Regions from separate parts of the Gossypium hirsutum genome. Here region 1 is linked to region 2. A link is a contact called in public Hi-C data. All regions are on one chromosome and are shown on one strand. Each heading gives the region's core, a stretch centred on a gene start, on an enhancer-like site or on the middle of the called end of the contact. The rest is flanking DNA. Distances are from core to core; before and after follow the strand shown.

Region 1 (6,783 bases), core at 3,124-5,623, 190 kb before region 2:
TGAATTTAGATAAATTGTAGAAAATTTTTTGAGACATATTGGCTTGAAAATGTTCAAAAACCTGTAAGTTTTGCCCCTACACGCTTCCGTCCGATGCCACCAATTTGTTAGGTGGTACCAAAAAAAATCTTTTCTTTAGGGGGGGATTTTTAGGGTGGTGGTGCTTGAGAAAGTGGCGGCACCCAACTCTACGGTAGAAATTAGGTCATTTACATAATTAATCCCAAAGTTGAGTCATTTTCATAATTTTTAAATTTATAAAATCAGATTCTAAAAAAACCTTTGTAAATAGAGAGGTACTTAGTTGGAATTTTGGTGTTTGTTTACTCAGATTTATAAATCCAATTATTTATAGTTTATTCATGATTTTTTAATATAAAAAATATTATTATTTTTATATAATAGTATTTTGTTTCTAAATTAGATTTGTTTGTATGTCAGATATGTCATCACATGTGCCAAATTTTGATGAATTTGTGGAAGGAAATGAATCCACAACATACAGTTTCATGATTTGCTGAGTATTCCAATTATGAATACTTCTTTTTACAGGATTATTTTAGTATTATATAATAATTCTTCATGAACCTTCCATTGTCAAGTTTCAATAATGGTTCGGGGCATTTCAATTATGAAAATATTTATTAATTATATATATAACTTAATTTTGTTTAAAAGTATTTATAATTTTAAACATGAAAATCAAGAATTCAACACTTTATTAATCTATAAAATGCTGTTTCTTTTAAGGAATCTATAAACCACTGTTTGAACTGATCATGAGAAGAACTATTCATCTGGAAAATGTAGGTATAAATTCATTCAACACACTTAATATATCTGTTCGTGGCCCTCGGTCTGGTCGATTAAGTTCAGCCTAGGCTTGGAACAGATTTTTAATCCTTTAATTGATTTGGTCCGGCTCTAATTTAAATTAAATAATTTTAAATACATTTTTATTTAAATTTAATTATAATAATTAATATGTAGTATGCTTAATTTAAAAAAAAAATCAAACTAAGCCCGAGTCAGCTCGGGCCATAAACATTTGTATGTAGTTATTTATAGAACAATTATTAATAAATCTACATTTTAAATTAAAAAAATGTATGCGAGTTCTATCTACGAAGAAAGGCTCTAGAAAATGGAGTCATTTTCCGAGATAAGTGAACTCACGAGTCACGGACAAACATCCCTTATTTAGGACACAACTGAAAATAAAGAAGTTTAAAGTACACAAGATTAAGTATTTGAGTTCCAATTAAGGATTGTTACTTCCATTTCACCCGTTCTTTTACTTCCATAAAAACTTTTCCAAAGAGTTCCGGATCTTTCCTACGAATATATATATATAATTTAGGTGCAAAAATGAAGACATTTTAGTATCTCATGTCATTCCAATCCCTCCAAACTTAAAAGTCACGTAAATAATCATAATAATAAGAGTTACCGATACTGAAATTTGATTTTAAATTCATAAGATTATAAGTAATTAAACTAAATTTGTAATTTCATTTTTAAAGAAAAAAAAAGGTTTAAAGGCAGGAGGCAAGCTAAACCATAAACGATTTGTTTTATCCAGGAAGGCCGGTGAAAGTCGAAATTAATAATAATAATAATAATAATAATAATAATAATAAAGAAAGGAAGTTAGGTGTAAAAAAAAATTGAAAACTCCAAAAGTCCAATTTATCGGCTCCATACTGTGATAATGCATTGCCAAGCCTGGTCCATGTCAACTAGTGTTAAGCCATGTTATTCCCCCATAGCCTATTCAAATATGGTCCCCGCCCGGCCACTTTTGTACTACTGAAAATGAAATTTTTGGAAAATATTTCAACACCTCCAAGGAATGTATATATATATATAACCAACTTTATTTACTACACTACCAACTCAAGTGTCTCCATGTATGCTATATATATGGTCGTAAAACACCCCTGCTCATAACATGATTTCACTATTTTTAATTAATTTGTATCATGCGTGTATATATATTATACAATTTACGATACTAATTATGTAATTAGTATGAACAAATAAATTGAATATCAAATCGTCAGCTAGAACATTTGCCAACTTGTCATGAAATAAAAATAGATTATGGTGCATTGATTATAGCCCTTTCGTACGAGTGAAGCATCTATGCAGTGCAATAAATTAATCAGATATTTGTTTCGTCATAACAACACAACAAAAGTTGCTAGCCTTTGTAAAATTCAACCACCCAAACCAAGTGTCAATATTTATAAATATACTTTGAAATAATTAATTAGTTTATGACAGAAAGAGATTCTTGGACATTTTGTGAACATGGAAACTCTTAAATAGATTGGTCATACAAATCCAGGTGGTTCTGCTTGGGAACTGAAGAAACTCTCAAGACTCATATCATATAGTTTTGTTTTTATTACAATATTAGGGCCTATCAGTTCACCACTCTGGTTTCTATAGCATGTGAAACTTAACGAATGACATGGGAGAGATTCCTTCCAAAAACCCTCATGTTGTTGCCCAGATAACATGCTTTCACAAACATATTATTATTATTATTACAAAACTTGCACTGAGAAGTGAGAGGGAATAATCAGCCTATGATTAAGCCAAGTTTTCTTGGAGTACTGATGCAATATAAACCTAGCTGAAAAGAGAGAGAAAGGGTTGTTCCAATTGGATATTGGAAAATCTTATCTCATCTATTTATCATCTCTTTTCTCCATTTTGAAGGGAAGGGATTCATGGGTTTTTTTAAAAAATAATTTATTTAAAACGTTCAGTCCCCCACAATGGTTTCCTTGCTGCTTTCTAAAACTAGGAATGGCCAAACATCAATAATGCTTTCATGCACGTGAAAAAGAAAATACTGTTCTCTCAAATCTCATTCTCTTCATATTAATATTATAGCAGGCTCAAAATTTTTTATATTTTAAAAAAAAAACCAGCTTTTCACCTAATATACCACAAACAACTTAGGGAAGATGGACCACTCCTGGCGTTCAGGTCAGATCCCCCTAATCCTTTCAGTATTTTTTTGTTCTTTTAACAAAACAAAAACTTCTTTTCACTGTTTTATTTTACTGTTTCTTCTCTTTTTTTTCTTTTCTCACTGAATATATAAACCTAACAAGCCTGTTCATCTCTGTCAGATTTTACAATGTAGTATGAGATTTTTCACTGTTTGAAATGATGCAAAAATTAAGAAAGAGGATCAAACATGTGGCCCTGATTACCAAAAACCCTGCAGTTTGGGCGTGGCGTTGGATGGTAACCTGATTACCCATATTGCGTCAGAATTGGGCCTACTGAGTACCCTCTTTTCAGTTACTTGCTTAGTAACATGGGGTGTTTTCTAAATTGCAGAAAATTCAATCGACAAACCCTCTTTTTTCTTTCTCAAGGTTCATCTGAATACATTTGTTCTGCCCAATTCGGCAAATATTTTTTACTTTATAATATATATATCTCCCAATCACAAGATATATTGGAAATGTGAATTTCAGAAACTAATTTTCTTTTTGTAGGCAAAGTGAAAGGAAATCAATTGTAATTGCTCCAATCCCAGCAATGTTTATGATTTAACATTATCCTTTCTATTTTCATTCAATGATGATACACTTTTTAGATTTCCCCCCTCAAGTATTGTAACTCCGGAATCTGAATAAAAAATTAGTGTGTATTTTATCTTTACTTTCCTATTAATATTTACACGTAGAAATTAAGTATGAAGTCAATACCTACTCTTCCCCAATTTTGAACTAAAATTTTAACCCCAAAGTTTTGCGTTACACAAAGCACGTATAATGATTGATCGGAAATATAATCTTTTTACTGACAGTGTTAGAAGCATATAATGGAAGATATTACTAAAGAAATAGTCATAAATCTAGAGACAAAAATAAACTTATATGTAAAAAATATTTTACTCACACAAAACTACATTATTTTTTTCACAGTAAAATTATTATAAAAATTTTTATATTAAGAGTTAAATTATATTTTACTCTCTTTATAAAAAGATGTTTTTTTATTAAATTTTTTTATTTATTTTTAAAGTTAAAAATTGAGTAATTAATTTAATAACGAAAAATCATACTTTAAATATGAATAACAGAATAATCAGGTAATTATACCTATTATGTTTATCTTATTCTAATAACAAAAACTAATTTTTAATAGTAAACACCAATGTCATTTAAAAAAACACCAATTTTATTTATTTTTTAAATAAAAATAAAAATATAATTCAGTTCTTAAAGAACACATATTTTTTACCTCTTTTCCAGGAAAAAAAACCTTAAAATAGTTTCGAGGCTGTCAAGTACTTCAAGAATTCCCGGTTACCCCGACCCTCTTTTCTCTCTCTTTCACTTCAATCTTACTCTGTTCTTCTCTCCTCTCACTTCCTCCCTCTCTCTCTTTCATTGTCATATCTTTATCTTTGTAGCTGCATTAAATAGTTTCCACATCAAACTCATAATCATCACGCCTGCCCTCTTTCACCTCACTCTTCCATACCTTCCTCTCTTTTCTTTTTCTCCACACTTGCTCTAAAGCACCCATCTCTTTTCTTCTTCGCTCTTTTGTCTCTCAAATGTCCATTAACCACTTCCAGTAATTCAAACAAAACAATCCAACGACAAAACAAACTCCTTCTATGGAACCAACCCAAACCCCCCCTTCTTCAAAGCTTCACAACCCTTCCTCAATTTCCCTTGAAAACTCCCCCTGGACCTCTCACTTCTACCCCTCCATGTTCCTATCCTCCATCCACGCTCCCCGCCACTTCAACCTTAACCATGACGACGACGAAGAACTCGACGACCAAACCTCCACTCTCAACACCCTAAACCCTAAACCAAATCCCCCTGAAAACCACCAGCTAGGCCATGAAACGGAACCCATGTTTGAAAAGCCCTTAACCCCCAGCGATGTTGGCAAGCTGAACAGGCTTGTTATCCCCAAACAACATGCCGAGAAATACTTCCCGCTAGGCGGTGACTCCAGTGATAAAGGGTTGTTGCTAAGTTTCGAAGACGAGTCAGGCAAGTGTTGGCGTTTCCGCTACTCGTATTGGAACAGCAGCCAAAGCTACGTGTTAACAAAAGGATGGAGCAGATACGTCAAAGAGAAGCAACTTGATGCTGGTGACATTATTTTATTCCAAAGACACCGCACGGATGGTGATAGATTGTTTATAGGGTGGAGGAGGCGCGGTGCAGCAGTGGTGGTTGTACCGGCAGCTACTGATGGCGGAAACGCCGTGATGGAGAATGATAGCGGTGGTGGTGGGGGTGGAAATGGAGGGTGGAGTAATAGGGGATTGTATCAAAGGTATCCTCATCTTGGACACATTCAAGGTGATCTTGAGGCTAATGTGCCATACCAACCTGACTGTCTTCATGCTGGTATATATTTATTTGTCGCATTGTAAAACTCTTATCTATTTATCTTCTTCAAAGAAATGGGTTTTATTTATAAAATTTTTTAGGAATAATATAAAATTGAGAATTATTGGCACATGGAAGTGCGTGAAAGACACTTTCCAATTACATGGGAGCAATGTGGTTGTGTAAGACTGTTTCTGTAATTTGTTCTTTTAAAATTCTACTAACTCCGGAACGACCATTTATTATGGGGATTAGGAGTACCAATATCTACATAACCCCATCTATGTGTGTGTTCCAAATGATTTTGTTACCTTCACTTTAATTAGTAAGCATTAAGAAACCTTTTCTTATGATAGCTTCAAGTATTCTTCTTCCTTTGTGTCATTGGAATAATAAAACAAAAAAAGCGAACAAAAGTAGATGGAATTATTCAGTTAACATTTCTGGGTAGCAACTTGGAGTTCATGGATTAATATTACATATATTGAGAGATAGAAGTGTTTTTTATTTGCCATTGCAGGAAGCATTGTTAAAAACCAAGCTACAGCAGCGGGGAACCCAAAGAGGCTGGTACGGCTATTTGGAGTGAACCTAGAATGCCACCAGCTAGACGAGTCTCCACCATCCACGCCTGCTAGCTCGATGGTGTCGAGCCAGGGTCCAACAGCCCACCAATTTTATTAGTTCTCCCTCCTACACTTGAAACTACATGGTAAGCAATGCATTTATAATAATTAATAAAATATCGAGATGCTGCATGTCTGTTAGCGACTTGATTTTTGCTGCTGCTTCTAATGAGACAGATGAACAAAGCATTGATAAAGGAAGGTCGACCACTTAGCACGTGGCCTATTTGTATTACCCTAATTACTAAACTATGATTAAGTAGCGACGTGGTTTTCTTTAGTCCCAACCATTTTCCCTTATAAAATAATGTCTAAAACAAGACATCAATTAGTGAACCAATAAGTGCCCCATCCAAGCTGTCGAATACAGTAGGATTTTTCAGGATAATATAATTTTATCTCTAATAAAAAAAATTAAAATTAAAATAAAAACGGGCCCCTAAGTAGGCAGGCAGTTCATAACTTCAAATCTACTCAATCCACTTTTATGTAATCTGTTCTTTTTTCCCCTATGATTTAATTTTGTTTTCACCGGAAATATCATGATAAATCATGCTTTGTAGTTCGGGTAAGCGACAAACCGACCGAGCCGAACTTTGCAATGGTTTAGTCTGCTAAGGAAGTAAGTTACTGGTTTGAGTCTAGATAGCCCATAGAATTCAACCAAAATAAAGGCTTTAAAAATGTTAAAATATTCCAAGTAGCAATGATGCAATGATGAGATTGGGAAGTGAACTGGAGAGAGCCCACAGAAACCCCAGATTGTTAGT
Region 2 (7,391 bases), core at 3,128-5,627:
CATACATGCAAAAATCATGCATCAACACAACATATTAGCTAATTTCTTTCCCCTTGGCCGAATATGCATGTCTATTTTTGGGGTCGATTTCAACACTTAATACACACATATACACACTAGTAAAGCATCCTCCCCCTTTTCATCAATTTAACACATGCATTGCTCATTAACATGCAAAGTTACATTCGGCCTTAGCACACATCTTGCTAGCCGATTCTTCTCCATTTAGCAACCAATGCACATATGTGCTCACACAAAAATGCTAAAAAGGAGGTTCAAGAATCATCAAGCCATCATCACATGCATCATTAACAAGCTTCATATTTTGCATGCAATGGCATTAACACAACCTCCACCTAGGCCGAATCTTAACTCATCCTCATGCCTCATCACCACAACATCAAACACCAACCAAGAATGATGCATCCATGGTCAAGTGCCATTTCCATCACATAGCAAGATTTAGACCATGGGCTAGGTAGAACTCAAGCTAACAACTAAAACATGCATGCATCTCATGGAACATCATCAAACATACCTTAGCCTAGCTACATGCATGGCCGAATCTCTTCACCTTTCTTCTTCTTTCCTCCTTAAAATTTTTGGCCAAGGATGAACCAAAGGATGAGAAAATTTTTTCTTTGTTTTTCTTTCTAATTTAGGCTAAATGAAGGTGAGAAAAGGATGAACAAAGATCTTCTCCTCTCTTTTCTTTAGCTCACGGCAATGGGGGGAAAAGAATCAACTACACACTTTTTTTTGTGTATTCATCATACTCCTTTTCATTATTTAATTTCCATGCCTATTATTTTATTTTTTTCCACCCATGATGCACCAACAAAACATGTCTATGACATGTCTTGGCCATCAAACTTGGTCTACCATGCTTGTCATGGCCGGCCACTACTAGTAGGGGGGGAATTTGACATGCAAGTCCCCCCTTTGTCCACATGCACTAATAGGTCCTCACACATTGACCTATCACATTTTAGAATTTTCTCACATAAGTCCTATTGACTAAATTCACATGAAATCAACCAAATTGAAGCTTGAAATTTTCACACATTCATAATTACATATTCTAGACAATAAGTATCACATTCAAACATTTCGGTGACTCGGTTTAGCGGTCCCGAAACCACTTCCCGACTAGGGTCAACTTTGGGCTGTCACAGGACAAATTTGAATAGTTGAATGACAATTTTGTAACTTTTCATAAATAGATGATTCAAAAAAATAAAATTAAATGACTATTTTATAACATTTTATAATTAAGTGATAAAAAATTACCTTAAATACATAGGAATAACAACTTCATAATCAACTTTTTATATTACATATGTATAAAATTCTTTATATGTAAATGATTTTTGTTTCAATATAAGTTTCATTTGTTTGAAAAGAAAACAAATGTATATGAATCAATTCATTAATAATTTCATACCTACCCATTATACTAATTGTTTGCATTAATTTTAGTGTTCAATAAATAAATTTATATAAACTTTTTAGTGAATATCAAATAATATTTGTATTGAAGTATATAAAATGAAATTACTTTTTTAAAAAAAACAAATACAACAAAACAATACTGCATTAATGACAAATACTATATAACCTTCCGCACATTCCCCAAACACCTTTATTTCAAACACATTTGGTCATCTTCAAACAAGAAGAGACCAAATCCCACGTCATTTTATATTTTATAATTTTTTACTTATAGAGTTTAAAAATTTTATTTATAATGTAATAAATGTTAACTTTTTGTAAAAATTTTAAACTCTATAAGAAAAAAATTATAAAATACAGTGGAACATTTAATCTTATGTTGTTAGTTAAAAGATGAAGGAATTTCATATTGTCTAGGAATAAGCTGCAAACTTATTCATAAGTCTATATATACACATATCTCATATCTCACATTACTTAAGAAAACAAGGGAAATGAGATTTTGGGTCTATATAAAGGCCTGTTTGTAAGTTTTATTTCCACATTAATTGGTGGCACCAAAAAAATTATAAAAAAAAAGTACTGCCACTTTTGTTTTATATAAAGGCCCATTCTTGTAAATTTTTTAAAAAAATGGCCTTTTTTAGAAATTTAGTCATTGGAACACAAGTAAAAGAGTGTTGATCAAGAAGTGCTTTACTAAAACGGGCTGACTTGAATGTGTTTTACAGGGCAGAGGGGAAAAAAGTGCTGAACTGGACGTGCTTTTTTTCTTTCCCCTGAAAACGACGCTAGCTCAGCACGTTTTAGTAAAATCGAACAATTCCTATTATTTTTTAAAAAAGTGAGCCATTTTTGTAATTTTGTAGGGAAATGGGTTTTTTCTGGTCAATTGGTCGTTAGATTTGAGTTATAAGAATGAAAAATGGACTGGTATTTATAGCAAAATAAAATAATTGTTGGGCTCTTTTAAAATTTTACCGTTGTCTCGTTTGAATTTTGATTGTTAGGAATATTACTGTTGGAGGAAAGCACATCCAACTGGACACGTTTTTTTTGCAAAATCAACCTATTTCTTTAAATTTAAAAAAAATAATTTGAAGAATTTAAAAACGACATATTTTTATAATTTAACCTTATATTTGAATCAATATTTAGTGTTGATCTTGATTCCTAAATCCAAATTTAGGAAAAAAATTTATAAACACCTGATCCGAGTCCAGCTATTATTATTATTACCTCTGATTTTGTGAAGTAACATCCAGTAATTATGAGATTCGAATATTAATATCCAGAGGTTCTTCTTCCATCTTCATATTACAAAATTTATATAAAAGACAGAAGAGAAAAAGAAGTGTAGACAGGAAGGTCCTGAGCCAAGTTGCCCTCCACTAAGTATACTAACATGAATACATGATGGAAAGCACGTGCTTCAAGCTGTTTAATATTATAGACAACCAATCTTCTCATTCTCTTTTCCTCTTTTAAACAACATATTTGTACATATATTTAGGTGGGTCAGTGGAGTAGTAAATCTTACCGATTTAACTCATTTATATATATAAGGTCTTTAATTAATCAATCTCGGATTAGCATAATAAGTAGCATTGAATGAAATACCAATTCTTTTTAGTTTTTTTTGTTACTACTTGTTATTGTTGTAGTTAAGAAAAAAAAACAGTAGTTACCACATTATTTTTTTGTTATTTATATTCTTTTTTTTAATATTAGAATACGTGAGTTTGAGCATACTTATACGCATTTGATCCTTCTATTTAAGTTGACGAGAAATTATGAATAATTTTAAGCATTATATAAAAAAATATTTTGAAATTTTCTTACTTAGTGATTATAAGCTCCTATTAACAAGAGTCTTTTTTTTTCAAGTATTAAATAGGAGAAAAAAGTGGAAAAAAAACTGTAAACTTCAATCTAAAAAGAAAAGATTTTGTTTTGGTCTAAATTCAATCTCATTTTTTTCAAAAGTTTATCAAAATCAATCAATATAATATAAAAAATCAACAAATGAACAATTAATTCAACTCAAATTAACTAATAAAATTAAATATAAATCAAAATCACACATATAATAAAATTTGAACATAAATCTCCCAAGTTTTTGTACTTCATCCTTGTGGTTAAAATTGTTTAGTATCAACATTTTGATATTTAAATACTTTCATATAGGGATAATATTACTATTGAGTTTAAACTTTCGTTTAATGTGTAATGTAATGTGGTATCTATATGAAGAAAATATTTAATTTGATACTTATATTATTCTACCATATATCAATGTACCTCAAAGCTTTAATATTGTTCAATTTACATGCTAATTTTGGGACCATGAATAAATGAATGTGACATGTAGTTATATAAGGATTTTGGATTTTGAATATGATTTTAAGCAATAAACAATTAAAAAAACTTTAAAAATTATAAGATTTTTCATTAAAATTGAATTTAAAAAATTATATTCAAAATTTAAGAGAATATGTGACATTCATTTATTCATTATTGTCAAGTGACCGTATAAATTAAATGATAGTAAACATTTGACAGAAAGTTTAGGAGAGATGAACCCTTTCATATAACATCATTTATGAAAAAAAACTATTATTTATTGTTTAAATCATATTTCTTAAAAAAGAAAAAGGAACAACATATTTCTCTTGTTCCGAAAATTTCCATGTCCTAAAGCGAAACTAAAGGGTCCCAACCAAAAAGCCAAATCCAAAATTTTCGCTAATATTTCCGCGTATTTCAAATTGCGGCTCGGCTGATGGGTTCGGCTTCTACTCCCACCATTGACCAAAAGTCAAATAAAAAAACCTCTAATTTCCAATCATAGTAAGACACGTAAGTTTTCAATAATTTGACCATACAACATCTCATATTCTTCTCTTTTTATGTAAAGTCACAGTCTGTATATGATCAGAGTGAAAATACTTACATTTCTTTTCTTCCTAGTGCTTCGAGAAGCCATCAAAAGAAAGTTCTCTCTTATCTTTTTCTAGGGTTTGCTTCTGAATCTGAAAACTCCAACTTTCCCTCTTGTTTTCTTGCCTTCCGAACACTCCTTGGTACGACTAACACAAGCGATGAACCTAAAGTTAACGGTAAGTTCGTGAAAAAAAATATTAAAAAGAAAAGAACAATGAAATTTTCTCCTTGTCAACTGATTTTCCTTCTTTTCCAATGCAATAAAAGAAATAAAATCTATTGTTCTATCCCTCAATTTCCTACAATTTTAGTTTTTTCTGTTGTCTGAAATCTGAACTGTAAACCGACAACGTTTAACTCAAATCTGTCTTTTTCATAGGTTTAGTTTATTCTGTAGTTTTTACTTTACTCATTTTTTTCATCCCCCGAAAGATATGCTAATAAGATCTAAGCATACTACTACTCGTAGAAAATAAAAGAAAAAGTGGCAATTTTAGGAAAAAGTTTGATTTTGTTTTCATTTTTTTTGACGATTAATAATGGGTTTAATCTTCATTCATTGTCTTGTTTATAGATTTGTAAGATCTGAGAAGCAAATTTAAGCAATAAAAAGGAAGGGGCGGAATTGATTGAAAGAAAAAATATGATGTCAAGGCAAAACTTGGGCGAGATTGACATAGAAAATTTACTCCCCGGCAAAATCAGGAAACGAGGGTGTTCATCTTCAGCTTCGTCGTCATCATCAATTATGCAAAACTACAGATTCAAGAGGGCGATTCTAGTGGGCAGCAAAAGGGGTGGATCCAGTACCCCCGTGCCTACATGGAAGCTGATGATGAGATCGCCTTCAATGGCGTCAATGCTACGAGCTATGGAGTCTCCTAGGTATTCAGGATCACAAAGTGGGAGTAAATTGAAGGGGCAGCAGCAGCAACAGCAGCCGGTTTCGGCCAGGAAGCTGGCGGCGACTCTGTGGGAAATGAATGAGATACCGTCGCCTAGAAGAAAGGAAGGAAATGAGGAGAGGAGGAGAATGAAAGAAGGGAGAGAAAAGGGAGCTGCTGCTAGGTCGGTTCATTCGGGTTCTTTGCCTCCTCACTTGTCTGATCCTTCTCACAGCCCTGTTTCTGAGGTCGGTTGTTTTTTCCCTTTCCCTTTTAATTTCTTTTTAGAAAAAAATAAATATATTTTAAAAAATTGCATGTTATTTGTCTTCACCATAGGAATGGAAATTTTAGGAAAAAAGGGTCATTATCAGGAAAGTGATCGCTCTCAAGGGATTTTTTTTTTGGAATATTATGGTTCTTTTGTTCTTTTATTTGTTTTCAAGGAATGAGCAAATAGTTGGGGTAGGTTTGGTTTATGTTGTGTATTCAAGATTTGACCAGTTGATAACTAATCTATTGAATTTTGTGACTTTTGAGTCGAGTGTTGTGGTTGTAGTTTTTGCTTTTAGCTTTTAAAGACCCTGAATTATCACTTGGATCTCCTTCTTAAAGAAGCACGTAAGATTCTGCTTTTGGTGAAAGTACATTTTTATCAGAAAGCTGTAATACTAAAAGTGTTTTAGGATGTAACCCCATCCTCATCAAAACACCGAGTTTCTATGAAATATTGTAGGGTTAATTGCAGTGCTGCATCAAACCAGACTTAAATTTCACTTTTAAATGATACATTTCTCAATAAGAAAATGGTGCTTAGCACTTCAGCAGAAGTTTGTGATTTAAGACTTACTGGTTTTTTGCTTAGTTGCCAAATGTGCTCAAATTTAGTAGCTTGATGATTTTATCTCTTCGAATGCCAAGTACTCAAATTTAGTAGCGTGATGTTTTCCACTCCAAATCTCACTCGTCTGTAATTGATACTGTTTCCGACTACTAAGCCTCAAATACATGCAGCCAAAATCTACTACTATTCTTTTTTCAGTGTAATGATAACCTAACCTATTGATTTTGCACAGTATATCTTTTTGCTTGGATAAATGATTCTGGTGTTATATTGGTTCCTCTTCAGAGAACGGATCGATCTGGAACTGGTTGTCGCCAGAGAAGAGCGTCATCTGTTTCCCACAAGCTTAGGCATACTGACAATAATGTTGGGGTGTTGGATTCGGTTAGCAATGCCAGTTTAATGGAGGTATTCCTCTTGGATTTTGGAAAGGATGCAATTGCCTTCTTTCTCACCATTTCATATATAGTTTTTAAGTACAGAATACAAGGTAGAAGAGAAACTATTCTATTTTATTTTGAATATTTTTATGAATGTTTATGTATTTTAATCTTCTTTAGCTCACCGTCATTTCAGAGTTTGCTAAGGTGTAGGGTAGTTGAGATTATGGTGAGTGCAAAGGAGATTAACGATCTTTATTTGGTAATGCAGATTGAAACTAGATCTCATGCCCAGACTCCCAAGGGATCAACTGTTGGTGTTAAGACTCGTTTGAAGGATGTTAGTAATGCCTTGACAACATCTAAAGAACTATTAAAAATTATCAACCGCATGTGGGGTCATGAAGATCGTCCCTCGTCAAGTATGTCCCTTATTTCAGCTTTACATGCTGAGTTAGAGAGAGCTCGTCTTCAAGTCAATCAGCTTATCCAAGAGCAGCGCTCTGACCAGCATGATATCAACTATTTAATGAAGTGTTTTGCTGAAGAAAAGGTAGCATGGAAAAACAAGGAGCAGAAAGTTGTCGAGGCTGCTATTGAGTCTATTGCAGGTGAACTTGAGGTGGAGAGAAAGTTGAGGAGACGTTTTGAAAGCTTAAACAAGAAGCTTGGGAAAGAACTAGCTGAGACTAAGACATCTCTTCTGAAATCAGTGAAAGAACTTGAGAGCGAAAAAAGGGCAAGGGTTGTAATTGAGCAAGTATGTGATGAACTAGCCAGGGATATCAGTGAAGATAAAGCTGAAAGGGAAGAGCTGAAGAGAGAGTCTGCCAAGGTTCTTCAAGAGGTTGAAAAAGAAAGGGAGATGTTGCAGTTAGCCGATGTGTT

The links. Hi-C and Micro-C count contacts between places; a contact is called where the count stands out from the background.
Region 1: a Hi-C map of leaf shows a contact between it and region 2, with 2.1 times the contacts expected there. The contact joins the promoter of LOC107948253 here to the promoter of LOC107948778 in region 2. A contact is called at or near these places in 6 of 34 Hi-C or Micro-C datasets (hypocotyl, leaf and petal).

Annotation. Positions count from the first base shown.
Region 1 is chrD04:34,423,642-34,430,424 of Gossypium_hirsutum_v2.1, reverse strand. LOC107948253 (B3 domain-containing protein At2g36080) reads left to right here and starts at 4,373. Exons shown (of 3, transcript XM_016882738.2): 1 at 4,373-5,405; 2 at 5,908-6,099. The coding sequence starts at 4,655. The coding sequence ends at 6,071.
Region 2 is chrD04:34,233,852-34,241,242 of Gossypium_hirsutum_v2.1, reverse strand. LOC107948778 reads left to right here and starts at 4,377. Exons shown (of 4, transcript XM_016883421.2): 1 at 4,377-4,571; 2 at 4,970-5,527; 3 at 6,409-6,531; 4 at 6,775-7,391. The coding sequence starts at 5,039.